Regions from separate parts of the Sus scrofa genome. Here region 2 is linked to region 1. A link is a contact called in public Hi-C data. All regions are on one chromosome and are shown on one strand. The core of a region is the stretch at or near the end of the contact, and the rest is flanking DNA. Distances in the headings are between cores, read along the strand shown.

Region 1 (5,573 bases), core at 862-3,361:
ACTGTGAGAGTTAGTTGAGCTTACGTGTGTCTAAAAGTGTGTCCCTGCTACCCCAGGCCTGCCACATCGGGGGCCGCCTGGTAACAACTAGTTTCCCTTTGGCCAACCAAGAGCCCACTTTCGCAGAACAGAGACTTTGCAAGAAAGGTCAGCTTAATGTTTATCAGAGTGTAAAAGGGGATCCTCAAAACCAAACCAAACCAACCAAACAAAAAACTGTCTTCCAAAAGAAACCTACCTTGGGAGTTCCCATCATGGCTCAACAGAAACGAACCCGACTAGTATCCATGAGGATGTGGGTTCAATCCTAGGCCTCGCTCAGTGAGTTAAGGATACGGGGTTGCCGTGAGCTGTGGTGTAGATCACAGACGCGGCTCGGATCCCGCGTTGCTGTGGCTGTGGGGTAGGTCGGTGGCTACAGCTCTGATTCGACCCCTAGCCTGGGAACCTCCATATGTGGCCAGTTTGGCCCTAAAAAGCAAAAAGAAAAAGAAAGAACGAACGAAACATTCCAGCTGGAATAGACCTTCTAGTATTGGGTTGGTTATTGAACTTGCTAGAAATGATTTATGAAATAAGACCTTCACACCGGATAACTACAGGAGTCTTGGGTACCCTTACAGGCACACAATAGTATAAAATGGGCACTTTCCAGAAAGGCCCAATGAGGGGCTGGACCAACTCAGCTGGTTCTTCAGAGTAACATTTTCCCACATGAGAACCACGCCGAAGAAAACACTACCCGTCTGTGGCTAAAGCGCACCACCCCGCTCTGATTCCACCAGATGCAGCAGTCCATCCGGTGCCAGCTTTCAAGGAAGTGCCAGCGCTGCACTGCAGGGTGGGGGAGGGGAAGGAAAGGCAGGAAGGCTGCAGAAAGTCTGAGAACCAGGATTGTGCAAAGCCAGCACCAAAGGGAAAGCCCGGGTGAGCATGGAGGGTCCCGATCTGTGGGTGCACCCTCTGCGTTGTTGGCCTGTGCTGGATTCGCACGGGTGAGGGGGAGAGGTCAGCAGCCATGGGTGATAGCTGTGCACACAGTGGGCTCGTGGTGCATTCGGGTTGTGTGTCCAGAGACCTGTTTGCCAAATCCCCGGAAGACGCTAACCGTGATGTGCCAAAAGGACTGAAAAAGACAGTCCACAGTGCAGTAATGGTATTTGTGTAGAAAATATGTGGGAAGCCTTTTCCTCCTCTAGAGGAAGAGACACTGTAACAACTTCTGTTCCCACGAGGACAGAAGATGGAGACTCTGTAACATCGGGTGTACAGGTTAGGCGCACAGGTTCTGGAATGAGCCGGCCCTGATTACAGAGTCGCCTCTGCCACTTACCTCGGGTAATTAACGCAACTCCCCTAATTCTCACTTTCCTGGTGGTGGTTAAACAGGGAGTTCTAGTGCCTACTTTCTAGGATGTACAGAGGAAAGCAATACTGTGCCTGAATCCTTTAGCACAGTACTGAGGGCCCAGAAAACAGGACCTCCTTGTCCTGTGATATCCCACTGCGTCCTTAACTTAGTTCGCCCTAGGCTCCTCTGCTGGGAGCAGCAGTCAATGTTGTCAAGACGGTAAGTGCATCTCAGCCTGGACTTTGCCTTTCTCTGTGGCCCCCAACCGCCTCTATCCATCTTTGGTCCCAGAGAAGCCAAGTATTTATGAGTTTTGAAGGGAACAGGGCAAATCCATCAGACTGCAGGAGAAACCCGGCCCATGGAGGCCAGTGACGTCGTGTGCATCGATGGAGGGGGTGCCTCCCCCACTGGGAGTGGAACAGAGCAGCTGGTAACTTGGACCAGAGAGGGGGGCGGGGCCAAAGGTGTCTCCGCCTTGGGCGTGAAGCAGACCCACGTGTCCCCTAGCGGGGCCCAGCTCCGTGGGTTGGAAACATCATTGGCTGCTGTCTTTCCATCTCTTTCTATCCACCTCTGGTCCCGAGCGCGCTTGTTTCAATGCCAGGGCAGTCGACGGGATGACACGGAGTACACGCTTACCCCGGAAATTGTTTTTTCCCCTCTCCGGGGTTATAAATATCTCCGCGCTGTTGCGCTTGGCGTGCTGTGTGCACATGGAGGTCGGAGTCCTAGAGCTCGGAGCACGGAGGGGACGGCGTGGAGCTGAGGCTGATAACGCTGGCCTTGTCCAGAGCGGTGCCTGGGAGCTTTCTTATCTCCCTCTGGCAGGAGGCGTGGAGAGCTTCCTGTGCGAAATCAGGGCGAACGCTGCTTTCCTCTTGTTGTTCGGCTTCCTCCCCCCTCAAGACGGTTCCCAGCACAGCGATTATCTTTGCATCTTCAAACATGGCACAATCTATTTCCTTGATGTATTCTTAAGGCTGAGGCCAACTCTTACCCCCCCCCCCCATCTCTTTTCAAGTGCTGTTATATAGTCAGCCTCCTAAGTGACATTCTATTTTTATGGGTCCAATGACAAAGAGGGAGAATAAGGGTTCCGACGCAGAACGCAGCCAAGGGATCAGTCCTGGTCATTTGGACGGCCCTGCAGTAAGTCTAGCGTAGAGTTTCCATACCAGGGCTTGTGCCTGCAGCCTCCGTCCTTGGGGGGCTGGGTGGGGGCGGGGGAAGGGCAGAGAGGTTGGCAGCCTTGGTGAACTTTGGGCAGCCGACTGCCTTTCCCTCGGGAAATGCCGAGACTTGCTTTACTCTAACATATTTCTTTGCATTTCTGACAATCACGAGTATGAAATTAAGGCCTCCCTTACCTTTTTTACTTCTTTGGGCGGGGGCTGGAAGGATGACTTGAAAGGCCTCTCTTTCAGATATAAGAATGTTGGATGCACAATACCAAATACAACGCACATGGCTACGGGGTGTGTACACATGTATATACGCATTACATACACATATGGACATATATGCATTGCATGTACATAGACATATGTGATGTGCCCCCCATACAGTGTGAAGGAACTGGGAGCCAAAGGTAGGTCAGGGTATAGATGTTGTGAAAAATTGGGTAAAATGACTTACATCATGACATTAAAACTTTATCATGAAATTAAAATGATAAAGTATGTCATTTCCCTTTGGTTCAGTTTCTTCTGATCTGTGAGTTAAAATGTTCACCTGTTTTACCTGATGATTATAAGGAATAGTTAGTCAGAAATCACAGAAATTCCTTAAGGAATGATCTGTTCTTATTCTTATTTTAAATCTTATAAGCTAACTGTGAAAGCAAACATTTAAGTATTTGGAAGAGTTCTCTCGTGGTGTAGCAGGTTAAGGACCTGGCATTGTCACTGAAGTGGCTTGGGGTCACTGCTGTGGCACAGGTTCGACCCCTGGCCCAGGGAAGTTCCATATACTGTGGGCACAGCCAAAAGAAAAAAAAGTTTTTGGAGAAATTTGACATATGGGCCAGGTACAAACAACACCGTGGAATTATTGCTAATTCTATTAGGTGTGATCATGGCGGTGTTCTTGCATTAGAAAATGTGCCTAATTTTCAGACATAGGCACGAAAATATGTAGGCCTAAAACGACACGCCGTCTGGGATTTGCCTGAAAATATTTCACAAAAGGAAAACATTAAGTAAGGCCTCAATGAAACAACTGTGGCAAAAATCTTAGTAATTTATTAAGTCCAGGTGAGGCATATATGGGAGCTTATGAAACCATGTCTCTCCTCATCAATATGTTTGAAAATAATGAACAGTTAAGACCAATGAGAATCAGAGCTGTAGCCACTGGCCTACACGAGCCACTCCAGATCCGAGCCGCGTCTGCGACCTGCAGCACAGCTCATGGCCATGCCGGATCCTTAACCCACTGGATCGAACCTGCATCCTCATGGATACTAGTCAAATTTGTTTCCACTGAGCCACAATGGAAACTCCTAAAAATTGAGCTTTAAAAAGTCCCTTCTGGTTTGAAAATCTCCAGAATCTGCCCAAGACATATACACACCAGCGCCCAGCCAGCTGTCTGCTCACCACAAATGCTACTCCAGAGGGAAAATATGAAATGACTCAGTGAAAAGGTCACCATGCAAATGACCATAAAAATTACCACTTGCCTGCATGTAAGGCCTGGCTCTTGAGGCTGGGAGGTAGGAGGAAAGGATGCATCTGGACGAGAGACACCAGAGTGAACAGCATCCATTGGTTTGTGATCAGAAAGTGACAAAGGTGGCGGGTGGCTGCAGACACTGAAGCCAGTTCTACCGACACTAGTGGCCTCGCCCTCCCGGGGCTGCAGAGAAACGCAGACCTTGGGAGCCCATAGATGCTTTTTTGAGGCACACAAAATAGCTCTTTGTATATTTGCATCGTGTGCCAAACAAATCCATATTTAAATCTCAAAAGGCTGCTTTCAAGGACTCCGTGTTCGTTTTTGTCATAAAGGATAGAAAGGCAAAGCACTGGCTGAGCCCCTGAGCTGGAAGCAGTGCGGTTCGAGCCAGGCTCTGGGCAGTTCTCTTCCTGTTGGGGCAGGTCATGCAAAGAGAAGTCACAGCACAAAGTAAGGTGCTCTAGCTACGGGCTCCCTGCGTGGCTGTGATCAGCTGCTTGGAGAAGGTCGGGCTGCAGGTGGGGAGGGGTGTCTAGGCAGTGGTGACTGGTGCGTAAGGATAAGGAAGCAGGTGTCTATACCCTGGGATGCGGGAAGGCAGTCCCCAGCTCTTCTATGGTGTCTTTAATTAACAAAACCTCTCCCAGGGAATTCAGTTATTTAATGCTTGTGTGGTTCTGTGAGATCAACACGGCAGGTATCATTTTATCCTTTTTCAGAGGAGAACACTGTCAAACAGGTAGAAGGCAGGTCTGGACTAGGACGCGGGTCTTTGCAGGAGCTGAAGCACACCACTGGCCGGGGAGAAAGGGTGGCCGTAGCAGTCAGGGTGAAGGGCAGCTGGGGATGGACCGTGGATGGCCTTGCCTGTCAGTCCCGGAAGCCTGGGCTTTCTTCAGTACAGGTGTGGAAGCTTTTGGAGCAGAGGATTCCACTGGAACCCAAAATGCTCAGGGGGTTGGTCTGGCAGCCTTTGGTAAGTGCGTCAGCTTAGGAAGCTTAGGAAAAGGCCTACTGAGATACTACTGCACTGCCCGGGCCAGAGTGGATTGAAGTGTCTTTTTTATTGTGTGGATTTGTTTTTTTCTTACTCATGTAGAACCTAGGATGCATGCAAACAAATGATCAGTAGGTATTTACACCCATGATTTGGGGGTAAACTAGATAAGAACAGAAGCTTACAGGTAAGGTGTTTCAAAGAACATGCTTACTATCAGAGGTAGGTTGAGATTTCAGAGTTCCCGTCATGGCTCAGCAGAAACGAATCTGACTAGCCTCCCTGAGGACAAAGATTCGATTCCCAGCCTCACTCAGTGGGTTAAGGATCCAGCGTTGCCATGAGTTGTGGTGTAGGCCAGTGGCTACAGTTCCAATTTGCGCCGCTAGCCTGGGAACCTCCATATATGCCTTGGGTGCGGACCTAAAAAGACAATAAATAAATAATAGATTTCATGGACTTTTAGAAGCCAAAAAGATCTGTAAAGATAAACTGCAGCACATTTATTTTATAATTAAACACCTGAGGCCTGAGAAGTTGAAGAGC
Region 2 (5,573 bases), core at 1,453-3,952, 110 kb before region 1:
CTGATTTACTTCATTTATTATGATAATCTCTAGGTCCATCCATGTTGCTGCAAGTGGAATTATTTCATTCTTTTTTATGGCTGAGTAGTATTCCATTGTATATATCCATTGATAAAGATGTATACCACGTCTTTATCTGTTCATAAAGATAAAAATCTAGGTTGTTTCCATGTCTTGGCTATTGCGACTAGTACTGCCATGAATGCAGGGGTGCATGTATCTTCTTCTTGAATTATAGTTTTTTCCAGATATACTTTTACTGCAGTCTGAGGTCACATTTACTTTTTTCTTTTTTTATCTTTTTTGTTTTTGTCTTTTTGCTTTTTCTAGGGCCACTTCCTGTGGCATATGGAGGTTCCCAGGCTAGGGGTCTAATCAGAGTTGTAGCCGCCAGCCTACACCACAGCCACAGCAGCTCGGGATCTGAGCCGCATCTTCGACCTACACCACAGCTCACAGCAATGCCGGATCCTTAACCCACTGAGCAAGGCCAGGGATGGAACCCGCAACCTCATGGTTCCTAGTCAGATTCATTAACCACTGCTCCATGACGGGAACTGCACACATTCACTTTTCTAACAGAGGTTTCTGGTAACTCCCACTGACTTTATCATCAGCTGCAATGTGTATGGCTGGCTAAGTAGCCCTGTCTTCCCCAACTTGCATTTGCAGAATCAAATATCAGGAGACCTGAGAGAAGGATCTTACATATTCTCATTATAGATTCACCCACTGCCTCATTTGCTGGGTAGGGCTTTGGGTGACCCTGATTTTACAATCAGGTTTACAAGTTCAGCTTTGTGTCACCTCCAAATGTGATAAGCAGGTGTACAACAAGCAAGTGTACAACACTTTGTTCAGTCACCAATGCTTGTGGAGCGCCTACCATGTTCTATGCTCAAGAGTAGGCACTGAGAATACGAAGCTGTATCAAATGGGGCCACTTTCTACAGGGGCTCACGGGCCACAGGGGGTGACTGTGTTGTGTACACAGCTTCCCATAGGATCCCATCAGCGTACTCATGAGAACACCTGTCTTCACCAGCCACTGACCCATCTGCTTGTACCAGCATCCAACCCAAATATCTCCATGTCACCCACGTGGCTGGCATGAGAAAGCTTGGAGAACATCTAGAAATGCAGATCTACTGTGTCTGTACATCAGTCTGCTAAGAATTGTATGTAAGTGACCAGCCCACACTCTCACCACACCCCTCTATCCTCATCTCATTGTCCCTAATCTCATAACATTACATAAGCTTATTCCCTTGGACCCAAAGATTACGGAAGAGTCCAGAGAGGATGCAGGAGTTCCCGGTGTGGTGCAGCAGAAACAAATCCAACTATGAACCACGAGGTTGCGGGTTTGATCCCTGGTCTCACTCAGTGGGTTAAGGATCTGGCATTGCCATGAGCTGTGGTGTAGGTCGCAACCATGGCTTGGATCTGGTGTTGCTGTGGCTGTGGTGTAGGCCAGCGGCTACAGCTCTGATTCGACCCCTAGCCTGGGAACCTCCATATGCTGAGAGTGTGGCCCAAAAAAGACAAAAAAAAAAAAAAAAAAGAAGGTTGCAGTAGGTAATGAGCTCCTGGAGTGGCCCAGGTAAATAATAGGTGTGACAATAACAAATGAAATTGTTTTTTTGGGTCTACTCCTTATTCCAAAGTAATAAATTTCATGTAATGTGATCTGAGCTGTTGGACATATGGGCCTGGAGCTGGACTTCTTAAGAGGTTCTGCTTGGGCTGTGGAGATGAGCATTCTAGACTCTTGCTGAGTGTCTTCAGGATAAGGAGAGAAAAGGCCCAGAAAGTGCCTTAGCACTGACTTTCAGAGGCCTGGACCTCACAGAAGGCAAAAGACTGCTTTGGGTACTCAAACTCCAGGTGGGAGAAAGATGACTCCTTTAGGTGTGCTTTTTTTTGGGGGGGGTGCTGCATCTGCCGGCATGCAGAATTTTCAGGGCCAAGAATGCAGCCCTGGCCACAGCAGTGACCAGAGCCACAGCAGAGTCAATGCTGGATCCTTAACCCACTGAGCCGCCAGGGAACTCCTAGGTATGCTTTTTTTAAACAGACATTTTATGGCACTCGTGGAGCATTTGTAGCTTTCTGGTTTGGATTTTGTTCCCAGCTCAATTTCTCCCCCTCCCACCATGCCCTCACCTCTGCTCTGGCAAGGTGTTTACAAGAAATCAAGATGAGAGGGGGGGCAGGGGAGTTGTCCAGTAGCTGACAGCTCTGACCCTGAGGAGCAAACCTTTGGAAAAGAGTGGCTTCCTCAGGAAATTCTTCTTTGGCTTCTTCTTCCAGACACCCCCCTCCCCCCCATCTCGACCCCTGCTCTAGAAAGGTTTCCTGCAGTGCCCAGGAAACACGCTTCTGGCCCAGAAGGTGACAACTGCCAATCAGTTGAAGGACGGCATTTGCCCTGCGTGTGGTTAATTTTGTTTTTTTCCCATTTCCACGGGCAGAAACCCGCCTCGGGGAGCGCGGGGGGCGGGGCGCTGCGTCGGATTCCTCTGCGGCCAAGGCTTGTTGTTTACTGACCTTCTCCCAGAGTTTTTGTTCAGCCCCGGGGAAGCTGCGCCGCGGCCCCTCAGATGTTATTTATCTTTTCCTGCGAAGGACTTGTGACAGTCCAGGGTGTTGTGTGTCCTGTCCGATTGTTTATCGCCCAGCCCATGCGGTGGCCGGAGCCGCCTCCTCGCCAGCACTTCACGTCCCGAAACCCCGGACTACGTGAGCAGGCGAAGGGCCGAGAGGTTACATTTGGGCGCTGCGATGAACCCGCGTCCTATGGAGCCTGTAGCAACGTGTCCTCAGACAGGGGCTCTGACCCGGCGCACGCAGGTGAAACGAACCCGCCGCGTGTCTGCTCTGCGCCAGTCGCCGCCGCGCCCTCCAGCGGGGGCCGGGCGGGGGCCACCCAGAGGCGCAGCGCCCTGGAGCCAAGCCAGGCGCGCCCGGGGCGCACCAGCCGCTGGCTGCCCCGCGTCGCCAGCGGGTTAGCCCTGCTCGGGAGCTCGGCCCTCGAGGGGCATCCTACGTGAGAGGCTGCCCCTCGGCCTCGCCACGGGTTCCCTCTCGGCTGGGTTCACTGGAGGAGCGGGGTTGGCACCGGGTGGAGATGAGAATTGGGAACGTTCAGTTCCGCAGGTGACCCAGGCCGGTGGAGGGTTGGAAACGAGCCCCGAGGGTGACTTTGGGGGTGAGTTTTGTCTTGCCTGTTCAGTTCTCCTATCCCCTTTTCCCATCTCTATCTTTTCGCATCCGTTTCCTTTTTCTTTTTGGCCCTTGGGAATTTTGGAGGGCTTGGTCTCTCTTGCCATCGGCAGGAGGAGCGCGGGGGAAGCGAAGGCAGGACGGAAAGGGGCAGTGCCCTTCTCTACCAGCCGGACTCTCCTTCCACCACACACTCACACACACACACACACGCACACTTATGGGGAAAGATCAAACGTGCACGGCGGCCGAGGTCTGTTTTCTCAGGCGTCCTTCCCCCATCACACATTGTTAGTGGGACAATGGGCTCCTGTGTCAGTCTTGTTGGCACCAGTTTTGTACGATGCAGGAAACAGCATTTCCTCTCGGCGCTGGAAAATTAACTTGGATCGTGCTTTTCCCTTTTTATTGAGAATCTGCACACACCCCGGGAAACCCGAGCTCCTGGAGAGGGGAAGGAGCGGCAATAGACAGCAATAGACATCCCACCGTCCCGCCCGGGTCCGTCCCCTTCCCGCTCGGCTCTGGGCTCCAGGTCTCTGCCAAAGGAGGAAACTCCCGGCGCTGAACAATAAGATGGGGCTGGATGTCTCAACAGTGACCCTCCCGCTGGGGCTATCAGGACCCGCTGTGCCAAGGCTCACGGCGCTCCTGCGCCGGATCTGTTCCAATCGGAACTTGGCAGGAGGGGACCCCAACTCCGGAGGTGCCAGGGGGCTGCTCCAGTCTGTGCAGGCATGGGCAATGGGTCGAGCAGCCTAGGTGGTCCCCAAATGTGCAAATCTGAACGGCTGCTAGGCCCACAAAAAGTCTAGGAAAGGTGATCCTAGCCCATGGTACTTCTATTCTGGCATTCATCGTACTTGGCCCTGAATTAGTGTTCTGGGCTTTTTGGAGTAATACCAGATGGCGCAGTCAAGGGGGGGGGGGGGTCTCCTCTGTCTGTGCTGATCACTACAAATGTCGCTAAACACCTTGACATTTGTGACTCTCCTTGCTCCCCCTGCCACCAAGTCCCACTGTTCACATACTAACAGCTGGCTGCTGGCCATACCCACGGCCTTTATTAGATGTATACGTAATTTACATGCCATTTTCAACACATTTCATTGTGTAGAGGCACACACTCATAGAACGCATGTACGACGGTATGTGTTTAGTAACTGCAGTCACAACTCCCAGCCTGCTCTCCTCTCCCCTGCCCTTGATAACCGTCTGTCTGGGGAAAAGAAAATGGAAAACTCCATTTCAAATCCATGCTAGGTCTACCTTGGCTTCTCATGAACATCCGTTTGCGACACGCTGTTCCAATTTTTGGTGCGGTGAATTTTTGAAAACGTTATTTCGTATCAAATGGGAAACTCTCAGTTTTTAAAAATAGACTCTTAAAAAGCAGCTTTAGGAGTTCCCGTCGTGGCTCAGTGGTTAATGAATCCGACTAGGAACCATGAGGTTGCGGGTTCGATCCCTGGCCTTGCTCAGTGGGTTAAGGATCTGGCGTTGCCGTGAGCTGTGGTGTAGGTTGCAGACGCAGCTCAGATCCCGAGTTGCTGTGGCTGTGGCGTAGGCCGGTGGCTACAGCTCCATTTCAACCCCTAGCCTGGGAACCTCCATATGCCGAGGGAGCCGCCCAAGAAATGGCAAAAAGACAAAAAAAAAAAAAAAAAAAAAAAAAAAAAGCTTTAGGTTCAGGGCAAAATTGAGCAGCAATTACAAGATTTCCCACCTCACACACCCCCTTGCCCAAACCCGGGGACAGCCTCTCCCATTGTCAACATCCCCCACCAGAGTGGTCCATTTGTTACAATTGATAAACGTACACTGACAAGTCGTTAATCACATATATAGCCCCAGTTTACATGATGGTTCACTCATGGCGTTATACGTTCTTTGGGTCTGGAGGGACATACAATGACCTGGATCCACCATTAGGCAGTTTTGGTGCCCCCCAAACCCTCTTGTAGTCCAGCAATTCATCCTTCTAACTCCTTGCTTCTCGAGGGCATATCCTCAGGCCTAATTGATGTTAAGATCAAAATAGAGAAGTTCAAGAAAGCACTTTGACGACTTTCTCGCCAATGTGAGCAGGGTATGAACAAGAGATATTGGCATCATTGATCTCTCGTTGGCACTGGCTTCTCACACTTGAGGTTTAAATCGGTTCTTTTCCTGACCACACACATCCATCCTGTCCTCCTTCAGCTGCAAGAAGGGAAAGGTCTGTAAAACAGTATTTAAATATTTAAGCCCCACAGGGAAGCTTTAAAAGGCACCCTTGGGACCTTTGTCCTGGGAACACCATGCTCTAATTGCTTTGGTCCTGGTTACTTCAGTTCTTAAGGTCCTCA

What was found. Hi-C and Micro-C count contacts between places; a contact is called where the count stands out from the background.
Region 2: a Hi-C map of liver shows a contact between it and region 1, with 11 times the contacts expected there. The contact joins two enhancer-like sites. A contact is called at or near these places in 3 of 47 Hi-C or Micro-C datasets (heart right ventricle, liver and skeletal muscle).

What each region holds. Positions count from the first base shown.
Region 1 is chr11:5,710,594-5,716,166 of Sscrofa11.1, reverse strand. The region is part of intron 10 of FLT1 (vascular endothelial growth factor receptor 1); the gene reads left to right. Among named protein-coding and RNA genes, the nearest start is that of FLT1, 84 kb to the left of the region's middle. Within about 2 kb of position 2,111, at least 12 of the 83 cell types and tissues checked have an H3K27ac peak or open chromatin away from gene starts, as enhancers often do. A contact at or near this core is called in liver and skeletal muscle, where this site is marked.
Region 2 is chr11:5,824,485-5,830,057 of Sscrofa11.1, reverse strand. No RefSeq gene overlaps it. Among named protein-coding and RNA genes, the nearest start is that of FLT1, 30 kb to the right of the region's middle. Within about 2 kb of position 2,702, at least 14 of the 83 cell types and tissues checked have an H3K27ac peak or open chromatin away from gene starts, as enhancers often do. A contact at or near this core is called in liver and skeletal muscle, where this site is marked.